2 separate regions of the Zea mays genome follow, and region 1 is linked to region 2. Evidence: chromatin contacts called from public Hi-C data. All regions are on one chromosome and are shown on one strand. The core of a region is the stretch at or near the end of the contact, and the rest is flanking DNA. Distances in the headings are between cores, read along the strand shown.

Region 1 (5,104 bases), core at 1,597-4,096, 560 kb after region 2:
GCGATTTTTTTATATAGTGTTTATCCAGTCTCAACAGGGAACCGCCCATGCCATCCCAGAAAAAACGGATCCCCTTGCATGCAGCCATCAGCCTGCGACGACGGATCGCATGGGCAGAGGGCTTCAGATCAACGACCGGACGGCTAGCCTGGGCTTGCTCTCAGGCCATAGCCAACAGCTGGTGCCTGCCTCAGTAGGCACACACGTACAAATTTGACCCTGTCGCTAACAGCACGGTTGCCCCTGTGCCCCGGACTCCATGGGGCCTCTACCAAACCCGGCGGCGATGCTGCTGGCAATGTGCCATTGTCGACGCGAGCCACCAGGGCGCCGCGTGTGCCGCCGATGCTGCGTCAATCGGGTGAGTGGAAGGGAGGGCCTGCGGAGGCAGGGCCATGCCCGCGCCTAGTTTCTTTAGGAAACTTTTTTTCTTCTTCGCCGTAAAGGTTAGATTGTAAAGTGAATCACATATCCAATCTAAAAATTTACATACCGCTCGATTGCGTAGAGGCAGAATCGAAGACTGTCGCGTAGGACAGTTCGGCTAGACCGGGAGACCTGCCGGCTTGACGAAGAGTTGATGCAGATCTGATCCACAGCAACGTCGATGTAGAGCGTGCTGATAACGTATTGAGAACTACGTCACCACGGATCACCAGATCCGCTCTCTTCCCTCCCGTCAGCAGTAGAGGCGCGAGAAGCTGTAGAGAACCCGTCTCCCTTCCCACAAGCACGACAGAGTAACACATGAGACACATGATATAGGGTTGGACCTCTGGCCTCTTTCTCTTCTCTGTATTATGAGGGGGTGTATAGGTTCCTTATATAGAGAGGTGAGACCCCTCAGGGACAAAGCAAGTATTTGTGCACATAACCCTAACTAGGGTTACTTAACACAAAGGAGCCTAAAAACCATATCCGTCTATCATAAGTCATAACCGTTTTGCCACACCTGCTCGGAAGCCATAACTAGTGCTGCTAGCCTACAACGGCATCACGAAGGAAACAGCAGAACAGCCTCTCTACATCTACATGGTCACTCAAACTCATTAAAGTTGGCAAGCACTTGATATCTGCTGAAAGGGTACAAATCCAGTTACTATATGTAGCTGCGCAGCAACAAGCCACACATTCACTCTGTCACCGCCTCACGGTGCAGGGGAGGACACGTACTGCAAGAACTCCTTGTCGAGGAGGAGATGCGCCATGGTGTCTGGCGCGAGGCACACCTCCACGTCGATGCTACCGTCCCCAGCCTGTCCGGGGAACGAAGACATCTTGCCGTCGAATTTGTTCGCGCGGCCGCTCCGCACGGCGAGCGCGCGGCCCCACCCGAAGTCGTTCCCGTCGTACATCGGGAACCGAGGCGAGCTCCCCATCGTGAGGGCCGCCCCGTCGGGGTTGCCTAGCGGGAAGCAACGGGGCGCGGCCTCCCACTCCGCCGCGGCGCGCCGGATCGCGCCGTCCTTGTGCGACGCCACGGTGGCGTTCAGCCGGGCGGCCGCCCAGCCCAGGTCGTTGGACGCCAGCTCGGCTACGGTGGCCGTCGTCGCCACGCTCTGGATCGCGTTGCCGAAGTAGAGCGGGGAGATCGCCGGGCGCAGACGGTGCCGGCAGTTCACGGCCATGCGGAACGTCGTCGTCTTGTCGGCAGCCAGCAGCCGGCGCGCGCGCGTCACCGCCCTCCAGATGTGCGCGCACAGCGACTGAAACGACGAGATTTCACCGGAACGCCCTTCAAGTCTGGAGTCGTCGTGCGCGAGCTTGCCGTTAGCCTCGGCTTCCTGACCTGCTCTTTTCGAGCGGTTGGCCGTCGCCTTCAGCTCGCTGATTGCGGCAGCACTGAAGTGGAGGATCCGCTCGCGGAGCGGCGCGTCGGCGTCGAACGTCACGGCGGGGCTCGCGCCTCCGGGGAAGCGTAGGACGGCGGTGGAGTCGCCGAAGAAGTTGCGGCGGAAGTCGGGCTCCCGGACCGGCGCGCCGCGGCACAGCCCCGCCCACGTGTTGAAGAAGTGCCAGAAGGAGGTGCCGTCCACGACGGCGTGGTTGGCGACGAAGCCGACGAACACGGCGCCGTCGCCGAGCACGGTGAGCTGGAACGCCGTGAGCGGGCGGCCGTGGCCGCCGTAGCTCACCGTCCGGTCCATGGGGAACAGGCCGTTCGTCAAACGGGTCGGCACGTCGGCGCCGGGCACCAGGAAGTCGCCGAGCGACAGAGACGGCGCCACCGCGTGGTAGAACTCGACGGCGGCGTCGTCGCCGCCGCACCGTATCACGATGCTGTCGTCGTGGAGCGTGACGAGGCGGCCGGCGAGCGCGGGGAAGACGCCGAGCGCGCGGGAGAGCGCCGCCACGAGCGACGACACCAGCGAGGCCGCCAGCACGCCGGGAGGAGGCGGCGGGAAGAACAGCCCCTTCTGGATGTAGTGGCACGATAGCATCGGCATGTCCGACACCGAGAGCCTGAGGTCTCCACTGCCGACCGCCGCCGACGCGCCGGCGGGCCGGACCGTCTGCTTCGAGACGACAGAGATGGCCGGCGCCGGCGCGTCCTTGCAAAGCATTCTGTTCGGCGCGATGGCTGGGTACGCGGCGACGGCCGAGGCAGCCTCCACCAAGGCATCGGCGGATATCGGTGGGGCCATCATCGGATCGTGCTTATCTGGAATAATCGTAATTGAAGTGTGTGGTGATGTGTGGTGCTGCGGACCTTTATATAGGCAAGGCAAGGCATCCAGAGAGCTTGGATCCGTGCACATGCACTTGTTCATCTGCATCTCGCCTGTTCGCGTCGTATTCTTGGGCCCATTTGCATGGAGCTTCAGCTTGAGGCTACCGATGATGGAGTTGAAGCTCACTGCTCACCGGAGACCGAACCAAACACAAGTAGTGTCGAGGATCTGCACCTAGCCGAACCGGGTGTGGAACGGCTGTTGCACGCACGTGCTACACGACCGCCCCTCGTGCGGGCTGTCGCGTGGTCCACCGCGCCGCCACAAGGCGCCAGGGCTCGGGAAATATTAGTATCCCCGCGACGGTGCGGCGTTGCTGTCATGCTGTCACGGGGCTGGCCGTGGCCGTGGCCGTGCGGGACACGGGGAGAGCAAGCACGGAGCAGAAGCAGAGCACCGGACAGCCATCAGACAGCGCCACCCGCGGGGGCCAGCGCCCACGCGCGGCCGAGGTTCGCGGCAGCCGCGGCGGGTGGCAGCGCACATGGCACACGGCCCCGAGGCCCCAGGCTCCACCCGCGCGCGCGGCGTGGAAGCGGCGGAGCCACAGCTTTGCGTCGGAGACGGAGGGAGCTCGACGTCGGGTTTGGTGGCTCGTCCGCTCGTGGATGGTACGCTGTACAAGGCCACTAGGGTGCCGCACGCTGCTTGTAGTGACAGGGTGTCGGCCGGGCGCAAGTGAACGACGACGACGCACCCGCGAGGAAGCACCGTGTTTATGGGCTTACCGATCTGACACCTGCGCGCGTTGCTGTCCCATCGGGCCGTCCCTGGCTAACCTGGGCAAGTTGTAACCCAATTGTGATGAGCCCATAAACCAGGCCACAATTTTGAGGTATCCTGCGCCATGTTTTCTGGGGAAACTAGGCCTTGAGTGCCAGTGCCACCCACGGAACAAACTGTCCGAATATGAGGCCTGCTGTCATGAAGCCTAGGAAGTCAGTGTCACTACGCTTCTACGTAGCACAGCCATTGATGTTTTGCACCTCTGATGGCAATGGACCTGATTCCTGATTCTCCACAAGGAATTTATCTAGTAGGGAATAAGAATAGAAAAGTTTCTTACCTCCTGGCGAGGGTATAAACGGGAAAAAACTGTTCTCCGTAAACAGAGATGGGACGGGAAAAATTCTTCATCCTCGTTCTTCGCGTGATATATTAAATTTGTATGTGACCATGTTTTTATGTAATAGTTATTAATAAAATTAAATAATTATCTTATCAGAAGATTACTTATTGTACAGATGTGTTTATTTTAATGTACATATAATGATTTTTTATATTAAGTGATAATATTTTATATTAATAATAAATAATGTATATCATAATTATAATTTAAGAGAACAGAGATGGGAAAGAAACCTTCCCTGTAAGTGTTTGTGGGACCCCTGTGGGGAATTTTTTTTAGTCACATGGACAGAGATGGGTGGTATTCTCCGACGGGGAATTCTCTATTGCTATCTCTACTCTGTGGCCTGTCAGCCTCTCCCAAACATGGTAAATACTAGCATATAGCATGTGCTAACGCCGGAGATCTAAATAATATTGTTCACTGGATTTTAGTGAGAAAGGAAATGAGAAATATCCAACGATCTGAATCATTAGTTTTGATATTATGTTAAATCTAGATGCAATTTATTTGGTGGAATTTGTAGAGACAATGGATATGACGATGACTTTTGCAAAGTTTAAAATTAGTGAATTATAGGTGCGACAACGGCCAACAGGCCAGCCATGGCGCAGAGGCTGCCCTACCATGTTTACTGTACGTCTGTACCCCCGGCAACAAAGCTGCGAGACAGCCAACAGCACGCAGGTGGCCGGTGGCCCGATCCCTCACCTCCGTCGGTCCCCGGCACTGTCACGAGCCCCGCCGGGGGAGACACATTACATTGGCCGGCCTAGGACAGCAACAGCCGGCGAGAAGATACTGCGAACCTGGAAACCAATCGATTTGGTGGCAGGCTGCAGCGAACTTGGCCTTAGAACCGCGCGCTTGGATGCGAAGGTGAAGAAATATCTTGTATGCAACTGGCAGAAGACAAGTCCACATTATTAGTACTTCGTACTACTTGCTCGTTGCTGCAATGGTTGGCGTGTCATCTTACTACCGGAAACAGCTTCTGCCGAGTGTCTAAATCACTATTTAAATCATCCGACAAAGTCTGATAAACACTTGGCAAAAACTTTATCGAGTATGATAATTGACAAAGAAAGTTCGACGAACTGTACATTGACAACGGCTTTTATGCGAGTATTTTTTTCGGGTCTCGACAATTATAAAAGTGTTTGCATCGACAACGGCTTTAACGTAGACCGGCTAGATTTCTATACATAGCGTGTCACACTTTTTCGAAACATTCTTAAATTTT
Region 2 (5,211 bases), core at 1,214-3,713:
TCATAGATTCTCCGCCAAAGGTGCCAACGCATGTGGGCTATGCCTATCTCCTGATGAAACCCAAACAACAAAGCTTTATCAGCACTTACCCATAAGAGTCATATGCAGATGATAGTCCTACCTTAGTTAGAGCAATCTAATGAAGAATATCTACATACCTTACCATCCACTTCTGCATAAATTGAGCTGTTGATCCACCAAAATGGCAGCTACGCGTAGAATTACTACATGTGCTTCACGCGCAAGTTCCGAGATTGTAAAGGTTAGAGATGCAACCTTGACACCCTTATAGATGAGGTCCTTCTCCTAGAGCTTTGCAAACACCCACCAAACACTCTCCATGAAGTTGAGGTGACCTCGAACTCGCCGCGCCTGAGCTTCGCTCCAAGCTCGTACCGCTCCGTGATGTCCCGCCCCGTGGGCTCCCGCAGCACCACCAGCCTCGGTGCGCTCGCCGGCGCCGAGTCGTTGTACTCGAGCGAGAAGGGGTTCTTGCCCTTCTTCTGCTTCAGCTCCTTGGGCTTCTTGCCGCCACCGGCATCGGTGGCTCCGTTCGTTTAATACGCAGCAGTTGTCCATCCCCAGCCGCCGTGGAGATCCGGCAGCCCCGGAGAAGGCGAATCGATGAACCTCACGTACCGCGGAGATCTGTGGGGGGGGAGAAGGACGTGGCTAGGGGGAGGCGGGGCTGCCGCTTACCTGAAATTCGTGACGCACACGGATCGAATGCCAGCATCTGCAGCTGCCCTACACGCGACGGGTACAACATCTGAAACCTGCCAGCGTTAGCTCAAATGGGTTCAGTTAAGCTCTACTTGGTGTGCAGAGATGTTCAGACAGAAGAGTGACAACAGGAACTGGTAACGATCAGTGATCATAGTATTGGTACCACAAGGTCGGCCTTGATGGAGTTGAGCCACTCTGCCTCGGTCTTGAGGATGGACTCCCCGGGCACCACGGTCGTCTGGTGGTACTGCACTCCGCGCACCAGTATTAAGAACTCAGAGAAACGAAGGGGGGCGATCGAGTTGTGTGTGCAAACTACAGAGCAGAGCCCAAAAGAACAAACCTTCTCGAGCGAGGCGGTCCACGGTGAGGGCGTCGGCCTGGACGGCGCCGCAGTCGAGCAGGACCTTGCGGATGTGGAGGCTAGGGGAGGCGATCTCGGTGGTGAAGACGAACTCGGGCGCGGCGGTGACCACGTGCACGTCGTGCCCCGCGGCGACCAGGTGCCTCACCACCTGGAGACGATGGGGTCAGAAAACGGTACGCGCCGGCACCAGGCAGGCAAGCCGCAAGCGGGCGGAGGGAGCGGCGGCGGACCTCGATGGCGCGGGTGGCGTGCCCGAAGCCATGGCCGGTGATGTAGTAGGCGAACACCAGGTGCTGCGGCGGCGCGGTCACCTCGCCGCCGCCGTCTACGTCCCCGTCCTGAACCCTAATCCCCAGGTCGCGGCATGTGCGGGTTTAGGTAGGTCTTGCTCGGGGCCACGACGGACGAATTGCGGCCGAGGAGTAGAAAATCAAAGGCTTGCTCGGGATTGCTTGGGGACGCGGCGGGGTTTGCTCGGGGGTGGCTGCGGGGTTCCACGGCTGGGCGTGCGGCATGCAGCGGGCGGTTCGCGGCTGTTGCGACGTTTGCGGCGAGATTCGCGGAGGGATTTGCGGGCTTGAGGATCGCGGCGGTCGGTGGTTTGCGGACGGGCGGGCATCACAGCGAGGCGGACGAGCGGTTTGCGGCTGGGTTTTCGGCGGACATGGCTCTCGCGGTGGTTTGCGGAGGCGAGGTTTCCGGAGGTTGGGCGGGGGCGGTCTACATTAAGGACTTAATAGTTAGTAGAGATTATTTAACCATCCGTAACTCCCTCCCCCCTCCTCCTGGAAAAAATTGTCGAGGAAAATACAGCCCAGAAGCGAGTTCTAAAAATTAGTTCAACCACCATTTGACGTCGCTGACAAAAACAACGGGGACACTGACATGACGGAGTGGGTAGAGTGGCACTGACATGACGCACGGTGTATAGATAAAAAAAAGATCCAAAACACACGGGGACGTTAGTCGTACGTATACACATACCCATCCCACAAAGCCACAATAATAACTGCTCCAACTTCTGTACTACAATAGTGTACGTACTCTTCCACCAGCCGTCCGGCCATCCCATCCCGTTGCCGGAAGAAATACGCGCAATAAAACAACGGGGCGAGAGGCATTTGGCGGGCGACGCGGGAGCTTGCTCGCTTGCTTGCTACGGCGTGTCTCAGACTGGACTGTGAGCCCCACGCCGACGAATTGCACCGGCGAAAAACGGCTGGAAAAGAAAAAATGATTCCCGGGCCGAACTATTCAATTCTTCTCCTCCTTTTTTTTTTTATATAAGAGCAGAGCCCAAAGCGTCGGCCTCGGCCTCGGCCGTATTTAACACAGCCCCTCGCCGTCCATCGACATTCTCCCTCCGGCCTCACACTCTCTTTCTCGCCCGTCCCACCTCTTTTCGCTGATAAGCACGCCGCCTTCTCCAGCCCGTCCACCCCCGCCGCTGCAGGTCCCGGGCGCTGCTCCCCACCACCGGCGGAAAAATGTCGACGGAGTGTTCGGACCTCGGGGACGAGTTCTGGCTGCCGGAGGAGTTCCTGGACGACGACTTCTTCTCCGAGGAGGAGAAGGCGGCCGTGGCGGCCAGGAGCGAGAGCGACGAGGAGGACAGCCTGGCGGGGCTCTCGCGCAGGCTCGCGGGCCTCCTCGGCGACGACGGGGAGCGGAAGCCGCCTACCGCCAAGGTTGCTTCTCTTCTCTCTGCATGCACCGGGTCGCTCTGCTCTGCTGCGCTGCGCTGCGCTGCGCTGCGTCTGCGTGTCGCGTCGCGTGGCGGAATTTCTGACCCTGCCTTCTTGTTGTGCGGCAGCAGGCGGAGGTGGCGGTGATTGGGTCGCCGCAGTCGACGCTGTGCGGGCTGCCCAAGTCGGGCCAGGAGAGCCCCAACGGCGGGGCGTCCAAGGGGACGTCGCCGCCGTCGTCGCCGCCTCTGGAGCAGAAGCCGGCCGACCCGTGGGACGTCCTGTACGAGGCGGCGGGGCAGGTCGCGCGCATCCGCGCCGCCAGCAGCGTGCCGGTGCAGGTGCCGGCCAACGCATACGCCTTCAGCAAGCCATCCCCGCCGCCGCCGCCGCCGCCGCAGATCGCTCCGCCCTCCGCCAAGGTCCCTGCCGGCGCCGGCGGTCACTACCACCCGCTCGCGCACTTGGTTTCGCAGCGGCAGATGCAGGCTGCTCAGGTGCGTGTTTTGTCCTCTCGCCCAAGATTCTTAAGTTACACCGTCCACCGCTTTGTTCTGTTGCCCTGACGCTCCCCACCCCACCGCGTCGGTTTGCAGTTCCATCTCCTGAAGCAGCATCAGCTGCTGAAGCTGCAGAGGCAGCGCCATCTCGCCGCGTGGAGCGCGCGCCAGAGCGCCTGTGCCAAGCCCGTCGGCTGCGGCGGAGGCGACGCGCCGCTTGGCCTGAACCCGGCGGCGTGGCCTCCGCTCCAGAAGCCACCGCCACCGCCGCCGCCGCAGCAGCACCAGGCGCCGGCGCATCCTGCCTCCGGCATGCGCGCCGTGTTCCTGACCCCGCCTGGCGCCAAGCGCGAGCGTAACGGCACCGGGGTGTTCCTCCCGAGGCCGGCCGGCGCGCCCGCGGCGGAGCCCAAGAGGAAGACGGCGGGGGCGTGCTCGACGGTCCTTGTCCCCGCTCGCGTCGTCCAGGCCCTCAACCTCAGGCTCGAAGACCTCGGCGCCCAGCCTCGCTACTACCCTGGCGGCTTCGTTCTCGATCACGGTTAGCCAAAAACCCGTCTCGTCGTCGCTATAGATAGATTCCATCGAGTGTCCAAAACGGCGCGTGTTTTTGCTGACGCCGGGCTCTTCGTTCCGTTGCATGCAGACGCCTTGATTAGCCGGAGCAACGCCATGCTCGCGAGCCAGAAGCGCCGCGCGGCTGCCGCTGCGGCAGTGTGCCACAGAAGTACCTGAGTCGTCCAGTCGCCGGCTGGACTTGGAGGGGGGACGCGGACGGGAATGGAGCCGCCAAGATTCCGTCGACAACACCCCCGCCCCCCTTTCGTTTGGAGGCCGGCAGTCCTGTTGATCCTAATAATCGAAGAAACTAGCTTGGGTACCTTTTGTTAGGTAGTGTGTTAGCAGGCAGAGTTAGGAAGGCAGTAGCAGCGTTAGCATCATTGTTAGGTCTGTTCGTTTCGGATCTGGTGATACATTCGTTTTATTTTTGGTGTGGACGGAAAGCTGGGGGAGGTTGACGAGCAGTGAAGAAAACCCATAATGTCGTCCGGTGGTTTGGGGGAAGTGTAACAAATAATAAGTGGTTAGAGAGAGAGAGGTCTTAGCTGATGCAAGAAGAGCCTGCATAGCAAGTGTTGGATGATTTTCTTTCTGAGATGAAAAGCAAATAAGAGGTCATTTCCCTCCCATGCGCCCAATCAGTGGCTGGCTTTGCTTGCTTTGGGCGCTACCAGCACGGACCCCTCTCTCCTGTTTTGCAACTTTTCTTTTTTACTTGGAAAAGAAGCTTGCCGTGGGCTCCATGAATAAGGGCGTTTGCTTTTAGCCTAGAGTGTATTATGAAAGCATTTATTGGTTTGTATTGTGCTGTGCCTGTACCAGTGGTAGCTAGTAGTAGCAGTAAAAAGTGTCCCTTGACTTTGGTTACAAGTGATGAAGTGGTGGTTTACTAGTAGTTGCTTATTATCAGCCGCCGCTGGTTGCAGGCTTGCAGTGCCAACAGCCGCAAAGTTGGGCTGATTATTAATCATCATGTGTACTACTTGCCCCGAGGCATGGTGGTACATTAATATTTGGAATTTCCGGTGCTTAATAGTAAGGTGCATCCATGTCTTAATCAAGTCAGTCTCTAGCCTTCCACCCTTTGGTTGGTTGGTGATTACGCATGCGAGTGAGGTTGAGCAGCGGTCGCCTGTCCGGTCCGGTGCCTAACCGCCGAAGAATCTGGCCCGGGGGTGTGGGCCCCCATGGCATCTGCATCTCCTGCTACCATCACATCTCTGATCTCCGTCTCTGCTTGGATGGATCCCCCGAGAAGGACGGACGCTTCTTGTTGGTTTTCGGGCTTGCGCCCGCCCAAACCTGGCTGGCGGGAGCGGGAGGGCTTATCCGCGGAGAGAGAGAGAGAACAGGTGGCTCTGGCCTTTCGCCC

The links. Hi-C and Micro-C count contacts between places; a contact is called where the count stands out from the background.
Region 1: a Hi-C map of tassel shows a contact between it and region 2, with 2.5 times the contacts expected there. The contact joins the promoter of LOC100501498 here to the promoter of LOC100273970 in region 2. A contact is called at or near these places in 2 of 25 Hi-C or Micro-C datasets (leaf and tassel).

The regions. Positions count from the first base shown.
Region 1 is chr8:98,552,495-98,557,598 of Zm-B73-REFERENCE-NAM-5.0, forward strand. It overlaps LOC100501498, which reads right to left and starts at 2,847. Exons shown (of 1, transcript NM_001322947.1): 1 at 1,050-2,847. The coding sequence starts at 2,777. The coding sequence ends at 1,149.
Region 2 is chr8:97,988,821-97,994,031 of Zm-B73-REFERENCE-NAM-5.0, forward strand. It overlaps LOC100273970, which reads left to right and starts at 2,464. Exons shown (of 4, transcript NM_001148357.2): 1 at 2,464-2,781; 2 at 2,910-3,275; 3 at 3,375-3,819; 4 at 3,925-4,705. The coding sequence starts at 2,581. The coding sequence ends at 4,013. LOC103637121 (altered inheritance rate of mitochondria protein 25) reads right to left here and starts at 67. Exons shown (of 4, transcript XM_020542775.1): 1 at 1-67. The coding sequence starts at 32.